2 separate regions of the Zea mays genome follow, and region 2 is linked to region 1. The links are chromatin contacts, called in public Hi-C maps. All regions are on one chromosome and are shown on one strand. The core of a region is the stretch at or near the end of the contact, and the rest is flanking DNA. Distances in the headings are between cores, read along the strand shown.

What was found. Hi-C and Micro-C count contacts between places; a contact is called where the count stands out from the background.
Region 2: a Hi-C map of leaf shows a contact between it and region 1, with 5 times the contacts expected there. The contact joins the promoter of Opaque11 here to the promoter of LOC103646450 in region 1. A contact is called at or near these places in 6 of 25 Hi-C or Micro-C datasets (bundle sheath, ear, endosperm and 1 more).

The regions. Positions count from the first base shown.
Region 1 is chr2:53,564,491-53,571,054 of Zm-B73-REFERENCE-NAM-5.0, forward strand. LOC103646450 (nicotinate phosphoribosyltransferase 2) reads right to left here and starts at 3,692. Exons shown (of 16, transcript XM_008671185.2): 1 at 3,292-3,692; 2 at 2,264-2,461; 3 at 77-221. The coding sequence starts at 3,467.
Region 2 is chr2:53,750,252-53,756,815 of Zm-B73-REFERENCE-NAM-5.0, forward strand. It overlaps Opaque11 (Opaque endosperm 11), which reads right to left and starts at 4,082. Exons shown (of 3, transcript NM_001349055.2): 1 at 2,844-4,082. The coding sequence starts at 4,064. LOC100193497 (Ubiquitin carboxyl-terminal hydrolase) reads right to left here. Exons shown (of 11, transcript NM_001138611.2): 8 at 6,532-6,564; 9 at 6,385-6,447; 10 at 6,166-6,300; 11 at 5,455-6,007. The coding sequence ends at 5,726.

The sequences.
Region 1 (6,564 bases), core at 2,442-4,941:
TATTTTCAGCAAACCTAACAACCTATCTCAGAATCATGGGAAGAAAGAGGCTACTCATGTATGGATGAGGTGATACCGCACATGTTGGCATGACTGATTGCAGGAAAGAAATGTCATGTTCTGTGAACTTAAAATTCGCCATAAATTTGATGCACTCCTCAAGGCCAGCAAAAACAGTGAACTCCCCACCAAATGGATTTTTCCTAAAGTACAGGTCAAACCTGTGAAAGAAAAAGGATTCAAGTCAGAATTAAGTTGACAAAGCTATTACGTGTGATACATTATTTCTATCCATAGACAGATTGTATCCACTGAAACTCAATCAGAAGGCTTGAAACTAGATTCACTGAAAGGTTTATGGAGGACTAGAACTTGCATGAGGAAGCAGACAACAGGCAGAAATGTTTTCTTGGTCGTAATAAGACTAAAATGCAACAAGATGGGTTGCATTGGATGGACATTCAAATTGCTACTAAGTAGTCAGTTCCCAACTTCCCATGAAATGACAAAGATTATTTTGTGAGTTCCAAGGATTAGAAATTCTTGAACCTTTTTTCACCAATTGTCTGAATTCATTATAGATGCATGGTTTTGAAAATTTGCTGAGAGATTGAAATTCAATGACCATAAGCTCCAAGTCAATTCCGGTAATCTTTATTTTAGGGTCTCCATGGTCACGGGTCTAGCTGTTTATATTGCGGTATTTCTACCTATAATCTAGTGTATGTGGGTCTGTGTAAAGTTGTATGAGGTTTTCTTCTTGCCTCACCTATTCTTCTTAATATAATGATACGCAGCTCTCCTGTGTTTTTGAAAAAAAAATCTGGGATGTCTGGGAGTGTCCTGAATCAGGCCTGCGTGCCTATCTGGAAGAAAACTTTGTGTAATAATCCAGTAGGCGTCGTTTCCCCCCTTGCCGTGATGTTGTTCACCTGCATCTTGATATGTCGAACTCTAGTAGTTCTTTGTTCTGCTACCCTGTCTCTGTGTTGTATTTCTATTATGAAAGTAATATAAATGGGGAATCCCCTTGTCAAAAAAAGCTCCAAGTCACTCTAGTAGTACTTTTGCCCTTTAGGCCCTATGAAATACACAAGTTGCCATTTTTCCTCGACTCTAACAATACCAAGGCCTACCATTAACTTTCCATAATGCCACTTGCATTACATTTTCCTAAATTTGAGATAAAAAATATTTTAACATTGGCATACTTTATTTGGAGTCACGTGGAGGCATCTCTGGTGCAATCTAGGGAGCTGCTGAGGTAAATTAAAAACCGTTGCTTTATGAGAAGCCGACAAATATTTTAATACTGTGGACAAACAACGTTTTAATACAATGCATACAAGGAAGTTCTATCCATATGAACTTAAGGGTATGGGGCACATATGACCATTAAGAACTAGGGTTACATTCCAAGACATAGAGAAGATCGCTTCACACAAAGTTCTTGTTTACCTCAGTATCGACCAAGAAGTTTTGCACTGTCATGCTGTACGAGCAATATATAAAACAGCCCAGGGTAGTTTCAAGGTACCTTCCTAGAATATTCTTTGAATGACACAATTATAGCTTTTCCCCCATAAAAACTCCCCTGTTCCTGAACTAGCAGCCAACACACATATGATGATATCACCTTGTTTTTTTCTAAAAAAAGGAGTTTTCTGCAACTAAAATATGCAACTATTTTAAGTCAAAGTTGCTTTCTTGCATACGTTTGTGATTGTACACATTTCAAACCTTGGATGGCCAAAGCAAATAAATATAAAACCCAGAGATGAATTGATTGACTTGTTTGTTTACTCAAGCAGTAAATGTCATTCATCTGTTTGTCTATTCAAATGTCCACGTACCTTCTGAATTACATCATAATAATACTCATGTGTCATGTCATATGCAAATTGTGAAAAATATCCAAGAGATACAATTAGAACTAGGAAAAAAAGGTTTGGCTCCTAAAGCCAACTTAGGATAAATTAACACCAAATGCAGAATATACCTCTAAGAAGAGCACGATAATCCCAAATGAATGCATCGTCCACTCCAAACAAATAAAAACAGATAAATATCAACATCGACAAGGAGCAATTAAAATTGCACAATGGAAAGGGCTCAGCGGAGAAATACAAGGTTGAGCAATGAAAATGAAAGCCCGGTTTGAACACAGTACAGCACAAATCAAAATACTAAAGGTGGCATCCCACTTGCTCAGTTTTTACATCGGCAACATTGTATTAGCAATAGAGAATGCATATTGACATACATCAACTGTAGATGTCGAGACGAAGATATGTTTGAAATCAGTGGCGGATCCATGCAGTGGTGAGTGAGGTCTGGCGCTCGCCACAGCTGAGATACGGCGAGAATACCTCCGGTCGGTGCTGAACAAAAACATGCAAGCCTACCTGGCAGCTGAGGGTGTGTAGTTCCTGCTTTACGTGGCTCATGGGCTTTTAGAGTTCTGGTAAAAAAAAGGTATCGTATAAGGCGTTGCCATCTTGCCAACGGTTCAGCAGTTCAACGATTAGATCAATCTCATGTTCTTCTCTTGGGCCATGACGGGGAAGAAGGAAAAATAAAATTGCATCCAATAATTCTTTCTACTAGTTTAGTTGTTTGTCACATGATTTATCAGATTATGCACTGAATTGTTTATAAGGTACGTCATCAGAAATTGTTTTTTTAGTTTAGCATATTTGTATGGACATGTTTATTGTGCTCGTTATATTTGTAATTTCAAATTTTGGAAGTTTCGCCGTAGGTAGATTTAAATCCTGACAGCCACTGCTTAAAATATCACTGCTGGGGCAAGAGAAAAATCTAACTAGACACGAAAAGGATTCCGAAAGCAAAACCAGAGCACCAGATCGAAAATAAAATAAAATACTCTGAACAATCAATGGTCCACGATGTAAAAAAACACACCGTCTTAGCCCACAGTGGTGGGAAAACAATAAGAGGGAAAATCAGCAATACCAAATAACCGATCCTACGAGAACTAACGCTCCCAGCACATTGATCAGAACCAAAAACGAGAGCACAGCACTAGCAACAGAACAGCAACAAGGGAATTGCGGCAGGGAGGGACCGAGCTCCAATCCAATACATGGCCCTGAAAGCCCCATCCCTCAAAACCTAACACGGCACGGACAAACCGTCCCGACTCCCGCCCACCACCCTCACGACAGTCGACAGATCACAACCTCCCGATCCAATCCAATCCAACCGGCACCGCTGAACAAATTGCGCACGGGCACAGCAACGAAGCGGGGACAGGGAGAGGGCGCTCACACGGCTCGGTCGGCGTGCTTCCCGGCCTTCCAGTACGCGTAGGCCATAGAGAACTGGTATTGATCGGTGAGCATCGCCGTCGCCATGGGGTTAGTGGGCGCTCCCACCGCCGCGGCCACCCCCGCGAGGGAGCCGTTGGCGCTCGCGGGCGGCCCCGACGTCGCTGGTGCTGCCATCCTGGCCTCCCCTCCGGCCTCCGGAGAGAGATTTCTGGAAGAGTGGAAGGTGGCTCCGCCTAGGGTACGCTTGCGTCCTGGACGGGGCGAGAGAGGCTGCGCCGGAACCCGGAAGGAGGACAGGAGGAGGCGGGAGCGGAAACAGCTGGACTGCTGGAGACCCGAATGACGGAATGAGGCGGGTGGAGGCGGAGAAGGCAGGGGCCCGAATGGAATTTGTGAGCTTGGCCGGGATCTGGGCGGTACGTACGGTATGGATGTTTGATTTATAGAAACTAATTTATTTTATTTTATTTTAGGTTCTAAATTAAAACTAAAACTCTAATTTAGTTAATAATTAAGAATTAAAATAGAATAAAGTGGGTAGATTAAAAATTAGTCTCCCTAAACCAAAGGATCCCTATCAAATAGTAGTAGTATGTGTTACAAAGTATTGTCATGTGATCAACCCTCTCCCCCTGACAGTTTTCTCCCAAGGGACACACCCCTTGGAAGACACTGTATTCACATGTATATAAACCAGATTCTCTGCAATAAAGAACTACTACTGTCATTTGTCTCTCTCAATTCTCATTTACCACTGAGTATATTATAACACGTTATCAGCACCACTCGATCAGAGAAGCGAGAGATGAAGGGAAAATGAAGAACTGCCCTACGCGTCACCGACGCAGCGCTTTCTGTAAGGATCATGGCGCGCGTACTGGTTTACGCTCATCCAGAGAAAAGTAGGATGTTATTACCCTTTTCTGATGTGTTCTTTTGGCACTGTCGTTCTTTCAATTTCTACACAAATTGCATGATGGACATTGCCTGGTTGTGGCTACGCGGACTGCAGAGGCAATTAACGCTTGCCAGATTGCACCTCACGAACGGGCAGGGCCCGCTCCTGGCCGGAGGCCGCGCTGGGTCTGCGCTTGGCCGGAAGTGCCCTGGCCGAGGCCGCGCGCCCTCGCGCTGAGGCCGTGCGCTCGCCCGCGCGAAGCCACGCAGGGGCCACACGAGTCCGCCGCGCCAGATCTTGCGCCGGGGCCGGGGACGACGCCCTGAGCCGCCAGGGCTGGGACCGCGGCCGTTGTGCCTGAACCACAAGGGGCCGCGCGCCGCCGTTGGAGGCCGCTCGCCTGACCGGGCCCGCGCGCACCCGCCCGCCTGGCCGAGCCTCCCACGGCCGAGCAGCGCGCTCGCACCGGGCCTCTGCGCCCGTGCCGAGCGGAGGGGTCGCGCCTGTGCAGCCGGGGACGCGCCGGCGTGCCGCCAGGGGGCCGCGCCTGTGCAGCCAGGGCCGCGCTGCCCGGGACCGCGAGCCGGGGCCACCGCGCCCGACCTGGCGCCGTTGGGGCTGGGCCGCCGTGCCGAGGCCGTACTCGCGTGGCGCCCGCGCCGGGCAACCTCGTCGCGCGCTGCCATGCCCGCGCGTCGTGGTTGGGCAGCCGCTCCCGCGCTCGCGCCCTGGCAACCGCCGCAACTGGCCGGGCCGCCTGCCGGCGAGCCGAGGCATAGGGGTCGCGCCCGCGCGCAAGGCTGCCCGTACAGCCACCGCGGTTGCGCCCGCTGTGCGCGCCCCAGCCTGGGCCGTGCACGCGCCACCGGAACACGTGCCCAAGCGCCCGGCCGGGTCCGCGCCGCCGGAGGAGGCGGCGGCCGTCCCTGTCCATGGTGATGGACGGTTAGGGTTTTAACCCTAACGGTTGATTTTATATGCCGGTTCATGGGCCGGTTTCAGCCATAGATGGGCCACGAGCGCCCGACTATTTTTATTTTTATTTATTTTCTGTTCAATTACTTTCACTCAGTGTTGAGAATCTAAATTTGAATATTTAGACTTCTGATGAGATATGTAATTGTACATACTTGTCTGTTTTTATTATAAAAAATACAGATTTGATAGTAAATTATATTATTTTTACATTTATATTCACATATTTTCGACTTGCTTTGTTTTTGCATTCTTTATGATTGCATGGAAAACATAGCACATATAATAAGTCGAAACTGAATGGTCTACATGCAACATGAGGTTGCAGTTTATGGGTGAAAGCATAGGGTGATGGAGTCCTAAGCATTGGCTGCGCTAAATTCTTTATAGAATTTAGTAGCCCAGAGACCGTGCTTTAGGCCGCATTTGAAATGCCTATCACTATGAGGTCTACATCTTTTGAGATGATTACCTATACGTGCTACCCAAAAAGATCACGGACCATGCAGGCGTCGCGGGCTATGGAGCCAGGCTGGACGCTGCAGTCATGCTGACTGCTACAAGAATTCTTTTAATTAAGTTCTACTTAATTAAATGATGAATTCTTTCAAAATATGATACATATCTTGAACTTGGGATTATTTCAACACATGATGGAGATCTAGGCTTTGGCTGCAATAAGTTCTTGGAATTTATTTGCCCTGAGACCAAGCTTTTAGACAGCAAAAGGTTATTTGCCCATCAGTAAGAGGTCTACATCATATGTCGATGATGATTACCTATGTGTTCTCCCAAGTAGATATGTTGGAGATGTGATGTTGGTTAATCACCTTTATGGTGATTTCCATTTCATTTTTGAAATTTTGGTCAAGCACAGGGTAGTGGAGTCCTAAGCATTGGTTGCGGTATGTTTTTTTGAATATATCAGCCCAGAGACCATGCTTTCAGGCAGCAAAAGTTTTGCCCACTACTGAGAGATCTACTCCATTGTTTCATTACATGGAGATTATCTACGTTGTGTACACCCATTTCCAAAAATCTTTTGGTACACTTTATGTGATACCTAGAGTTCTCCAACATATAAAGATATGATATATTTTGCGGCATATTACAACATCAGAAAATGGTTAATCAATTTGGAGGATAATTATTTAATAGAGTTTGATGAACTCGCCTACTGGGCTTAATTATCCTCAATGTTCATTGGATATCAAGATCATTTTTGCATAATATGGGAATTCACTTCTTCACTTTGGAGGAAGTGTGATGCTCTCATTCTCTTATGGTTCTTATGATAAGAACTTATGTGCTTTTGCGGCTTGATGTGCAAGCGCAAAATGAATAGCAAAGAAAATCATAAGACTTGTGGACTTATGAGTATGTGTCTACATTAAGTTG
Region 2 (6,564 bases), core at 2,832-5,331, 190 kb after region 1:
GTGGAGATAAATCCCCGTCGGGTTCGTCGTCCCCGTTTAAATTATATTCAAGATGTACTCCATTCTTTATTAATGAAAAACATTATCACTTATACATATTGTCAAATGTAAGAAATTATTATGTACACATTAAAATGAACATATTTGTACAACTAGTGATATCTTTACAAGGTAATTATTCATTTTTATCATTAACTATTACTATCTCCATTCTCGAATATATATCGCCCGCTAGTTCATTTTTGAACTAAAACGCGATAAATAAAAAAGAATGGAGGTAATACATGAAAACATCGTTACATGTAAGTTTAACGGGTCCCTGTGGGAAACGTGGATGATGGAGAATGCAGTCCCTGTTTAGGTTTTAGGGTTTAAATAGGGAAAAGTTTACCCCGACGGGTAAATAGGCACGGGGACGGGAACAAGGAAACATTTCCCATCCTCGTTTCCCGCGGGGACCCATTAGAATTGCATGTGACGATATTTTAAATAATTACCTTGTCAAGAGATCATTCATTATACAAATGTGTTCATTTCGATATACACATAATTATTTCTTACATATGACAATATGTATAGGAACAATGTTTTACATTAATAATAAAGGACATACATCTTAATTATAACTTAAGTGGGAACGAGTTTCCCGTCAGGGATTTATTCCCGCATGTAACGGGGATGGAGAAAATGTCCTCACAAGCGTTCATGAGGATCCCCGCGGGAAATTTTTTTATCACGGGAATGCAACTAAAGAATCATTGGATTAATAATGATACAAAATTAAGAAGAAATTTTCCACAAAATTCACTAAACATGGAGTATTCCACGTTTAGATATATAACAATTGTACATTTATATATCAAATGTGGCAATTGTCAAGTGATTCCAAAACCATTGTAACTGGTCTAGGAGAGGAGGGATGACGAGGGGGGAGGGGTTAGTATGCAATAAAAATGCTTAATGAAAAAATAGGGAGAATGTTTTACGAGATGCGATGGAAGATGGCTAAGGTTTTGTTTGAAGGCACCATAGTTTCTAAAAAAACTAGTTTGTATCCTTAGTTTCTAAAAGTGGTTTATGGAGAGAGAGAAAAACTTAGTGTGTGTGCTTAGAACCTATTTTCTTGGAAACCGGTTTCTAACTCTTCGGTAAAAAAAAGGCAAGTTTACCCTTATTCTATTTTAAAAGTAATTGATTAAATTATTCCCTTCATTTTGCTTTGTTGCCAATTTTAAATATAGATTAAACTCATATTTTTTAAATTCAGAATTTTCAAATAATAATTAAACACTTAAATCGAACAGAGCAGGTGTTGTGGGTTTCGTATGCATAGGCCTGAGACGCTGGCAATCACCGTAATTTTCATCAAACCAACTAAGAACAATATACAATTTGTCGCGCAAAAACTGGTTTTAGCTAGAGAAGGCCTTCTTGGTTTATTAGAAATTAGGAATCCAGTATCTAAAATCTGAACCATAAACTAACCTGTTTGGAAGCACCTCATCTTCTATATAAACTGGTTTCTTAAAAAACTAAACTAGGTGCTTCTGAATAATCCTTAAGATGAGAGATTAGAACGATGGAAGAGGCAACATTGGAAGGTGGCGATTTGAGTTACATGGAGGGTATGTTGAAACCTCGGGCTGAGGCGGGCTTTAAAAAGCCCAACGACAAATCTCAGAGATCGATCCCACTCAAAGGCTAACACAGTAACACTGAGCCATAGAAAGAGGCACAAGCCCGTCCCTGGACATCGCTTTTACCGATTGGTCTAGGCTCTTTTCAGGCTTGAGTGTCTAAATCCAGCCTGTTCAATGCACTAGTTCTAGCTGGCATATATGATTTCTCAAGAAGCTAGTAGTTAAGTTTTGTGGTTTCTTCTTATTTATTTTGTGAGCTGGATTTCGATCGAAAACACTCGTAGCTGGCCTGGACTAAATGACACGTAGTACTTCTAAGTGCATATCAGACGGATCCAAAGCCAACTGGATACATTCTTCTTCCTCTAGATCAACTTTCTTCCTTATTTGAATCTGAAATCCACATCCAGTGCTCATCTTCAGCGGCGTCATGCTGAATAGCAGCCAATCCGTCAACATGCTAATTCATCCAATAGCCTAATGTTGAGATTCTATGTTTGGTTCTCGGCTATCTGCTCCACAACTTGTCTAAGGTGAGTCGACTATATTGAATAACTAACTTTAGACAAAAAAAAAATTATAGCAAGTTCGGCATTGAACCAAACAAGCCCGAACACGCTACTTAGTACTATATATATTCTAAATTATAAGTTGTTTTAACTTTTCTAAATATATAATTTATTTGTTTATTATTTATTATATCTAGACACAATGTCTATCTTTATATTATATCAAAAATTGTATCTAGAGGAGCATGACGACTTATAGATATAGAGTATTTGGTTCTCCACGGTAGCAGGTGCTGTCATTGCCTTCTTAGTTTTTGCATCCAAATAGGAGATCCAAACCCTAACCTAGCCGCTCGATAGCCATGGAGGATGCAATGCAAAGACACGGAGAAGGTAGAATTCGAATGTGGGGAACTCCATAAATGCTTTAATAATAAGAAATACAGAATTTTCCCACATTTAGTTCTAATGATCACAACATTGCCAAAGCAAGCACTAATAAGTAAAAATCTAGGATTCACAACAACACATGCAGTTGATGATTTGCATATGAACAGAAGGAACTGCGAAAACAGTCCAGAAAAAAAGGAGCGATTTCTTCAGATTGCGAGCACACATCATCTCGACATCGCTCATGTAGAACTTCAATCAAGAAAAGAAAAATGGAAAGAGAGACATGCACGTATACACTAACCTTGTCGGGGAGCTGCGGGAGGAGCGCGTGTAGGGTGCTGAACATGTTCTTCATCTTCTTCCTCCGCTCCCTCTCCGTAAAGATGTGCAAGTCGTGGTCCACATCCTCCACCGCGGCGGCGTTGCCCTTCCCGCCGCCACAGCCCACGCCGGCCTCACGGGCACGTTGTTCTCCAGCTACGTTGCTCTTTCCCTCCTTGGCGTTGCTCTCGCCGGAGTCGGCCGCCGACGGTCTGGCAGCCTTGAACGACCCAGCGTTGTTGTCCTTGCCGCCGGCATGGAGGCGTGGCACCACCTGGATGGCGGGCTTGGATCCGGCGCCGTTGTCCTTCCCGGCATGGAGCGCCGCCGATCTGGTGAGCCTGGACGATCCGGCTCCGGCGTTACCGCCACCGCCCGCCTGGATTGCGAGCTTGGTCCTGGCTTTGTTGTCCTCGCCAGCATGGAGCAACACCGGGCTGGCGAACTTGGGCCGCCCGGCGTTGTTGTCCATGTCTTTGCTGGCATGGAGCACTGCGGGGTTTGGGAGCCTGGATCCGCCGCTGTCGTTGTCATTGCCGGCATGGAGCGCCGCCGGGCCGTTGAGCTTGGATCCGGTGGTGCTGGTCACACTGGCGTGGGGCACTTCCGGGCCGGCGATCTTGGATCCGCCCTTCTTGTCATCGCCGGCATGGAGAACCGCCGGGTTGGCGAGCTTGGACTGGGCGGCGTTGCAGTTGCGCACGCCAGCATGGGACCCGGCATTGTTGTCGTCGCAGTCATGGAGCATCCTTGGGCTAGCGAGCTTGAACTCATCAGCGTTGTTGCCCTTCTCCTCGCCGGCAAGGAGCGATGCCGGGCTCGCGAGCTTGAGCTTGGCCTTGTTTTCCTCGCCGGCAAGGAGCACCGCCGGGCCTGCGATCTTGGACGCCGCGTTGTTGTCGTCGGCAGCATGGAGCACCGCCGGGCTGGCGGTCTTGGACGACGCCGCGTTGTTGTCCTCGCCGGCAGAGAGCACCGCCGGGCTGGCGGTCTTGGACGACGCCGCGTTGTTGTCCTCGCCGGCAGAGAGCACCGCTGGGCTGGCACACTCAGACGACCCGCCGTTGTTGACGGCGCTGGCCAGGTTGCTGACAGAGCTGGGGTTGGAATCAGCCGGTGCAGGGATGCTGCCGTGGGGGGCGGTGGCCTGATCATGGCTCCCCACCACTTCTTGCGGCAGGTTGGCTCCTTCCTGAGACATGGCGCGGTGGATGCAGGAGGAGAGGAGGGTGGGCAGGGTCGCAGGGGGGATCGGAGGGGGAGTGGGGGATTTGCGATGGAGAAAAGATTTACACCACCAACAGCATTTTTAGCAGCTTGTGTGCCTCATCATCAAGGTTACAGATAGCATAAAGCGCCACATATTGGCTGAAATTATATTTGTCGTTTAACGATATAAGCGCAGTATATCGGGTAATAAGGAGTTAAAAAAAAGAATATCAAACATGTTCCACATGGGGGGGGGGGGGGGGGGGGGGGGGGGGGAATCGGGCGATAAATGTTAAAAAGAATGCTAGTGTAATGGCAAACTTACCTAATATGATATTGCATATCTAGAATTTTTTATGACCAAGACACATAACACTCTGACATTCAAGACCCATTTCTGATTCAGAAGAGGAGCTCCTGAACTCATCCATCTCACCATTTCCATGCATCTTGATCCACGGGAGAAGGTGGTGTTGAGGACTACGGTTCCTTCTTCCCGCTCAATTTGAAATCAGGTTCCATATATCTATATATGTCACTCGGGCTGGGACGTGGTATTGGGCCCAAATATATAAGACTGGCCCATACACAAGTTGGCGCGTATCCTCATTCATTCTAGGGGGGTCACATGGCGATACATCGCTGTTCGGCGGCGGTATTCTTGAATCCTTTTGGTACTGGCAATACCATAGACCATACCTTGTTCAAGAACCAAAAATATTTTTTACCACGGATAATAAATCGCTGCTAGTTTCGAATTGCGAGCTGGCTCGGCAAACATTTTGGCAGGTACCGCAGGAAAAACAGGTGAAAGGCATGCTGCATCGCGTGAAGGGCTGCTAAAATAATTCCCTTACGGCAGAGTTGCAGTTTTCCAGCTCTCGGAAACGCCTGCTAACAAAAGATAGAGCCGTTCCAAAAGATACAGCTGCTTATCAATTGGCGTGATTAGCCAGTTGTCCATAGTGATAGAGATCGCCCCCTTTTTTCTGGTCCCACGGAAATTGCATTTGGCTTCAAGTGCAACCTTCTGCATTTGGCTTCTCATACCGTCTTCTCTCTCTTTTTCCTTTTTTTCTGAAAAAGAATATTTTTAGGGTTAATTTAGAAACTTCATTTTTTCAAGAAATTCCTATTTTCTAAAAAAAATAAATTAATTTTTTAAAGAAAAATAAAAATCCCTTAAAAAAACATGTTCCCAAACTAGTACTTATAGTGGAACTGCATTTTGGCATTTTATTACGCTGTTCGCTGTACCTCCCTATATAAAAAGAAAACAGAAACTACGGTGAGCCGAAAGTTGATTAACACGCATTTCATCGTCAGCAGAACAAAACTCACACGATCCACCATCTGCTGCTTACAATGTCGCAAAACAATGGTGATCTGATTTATTCTCAAGAGGAAGACCTCACTGACGTATTGCATGAAGAATTATTTTAACGTTTGCAAGGACCCAAAAAAAAAGTAGGCCACACTGCCTAAGACACGCCTGCAGTCCACGTCGAGATGCCGAGAGGCTTTGTTTTTTGTGCCACAGCTAGTTTCCTCGTCTACTTGGAAGCTCACGGTACCGCTAAGAACATCAGACTCCTCACAACAAAACTGTCCTAGATTTTGTTATGATGCACACGTTAGCTACTCAACAAGCGGCTACAATCTCTCGTAGAAAAGGAGCGTGGCCTCCGCGCGCAGTACATCCTCCTCTGGAACTTCTGACACGTAGCCGTCTGAGATGTAAAACCACCGCTTGCCAAGGCCTGCAACAGGTTTGCCTGGATCATCAGGGTCAGGATTCGACGCGACTCTCCTGTAGACTGCGTAGTGCCCTCCTCCACACTTCCCGTAGTGCTCCACGACGGCCGCGAGACCGTATAACTTGCTCCTTGATAGCTGCGGTGGTGATGATGAACTACTGGACACGTCAGCATTAGCCTGAAAATGGCGAGCGATCAGATTATTCAGTTGCCGGTAGTAAAAATTTATAATTGGAGTAACCAACCACGTGAATCGAGTGGCCACTATTGTTCGCTGCTTCCTCCTTACACGGCTGGCTTGGTAAGTACCCTCCAGTAGGTAAGACGTCTGCTCACCTGCATATTCAGTTGCCGGTATAGATGGAGAGCTTGCTGGCCATCTCTTTGCGCATTCATTGCTAAAGGTCCAGCACTCGACGCGCCTCCCGTAAACGGGGACAGATTGAGAAGCAAAGGGAAAGAAATATGTCCCTGCGGCCGAAGCACTGATCAACCGGTGCGCTAATTATATTGTGTGGTAGAGTTACCACGTGTCACATATAGCAGCGGGCTTACCTGATGTTTGATGGGCTCGCCGTCAAGACCGACTGAAGCGCGTAGAAAATGAATGCACAGAATCTGGAAGAGGACATATTGGTGGAGGTGTTACTTAATTTTATGACAGTTGATGTGAGTCTCAACGAGTACTTCAATTTTGGATACCTTCGGGCACTGACTGATAATCAGCTGCTTTGT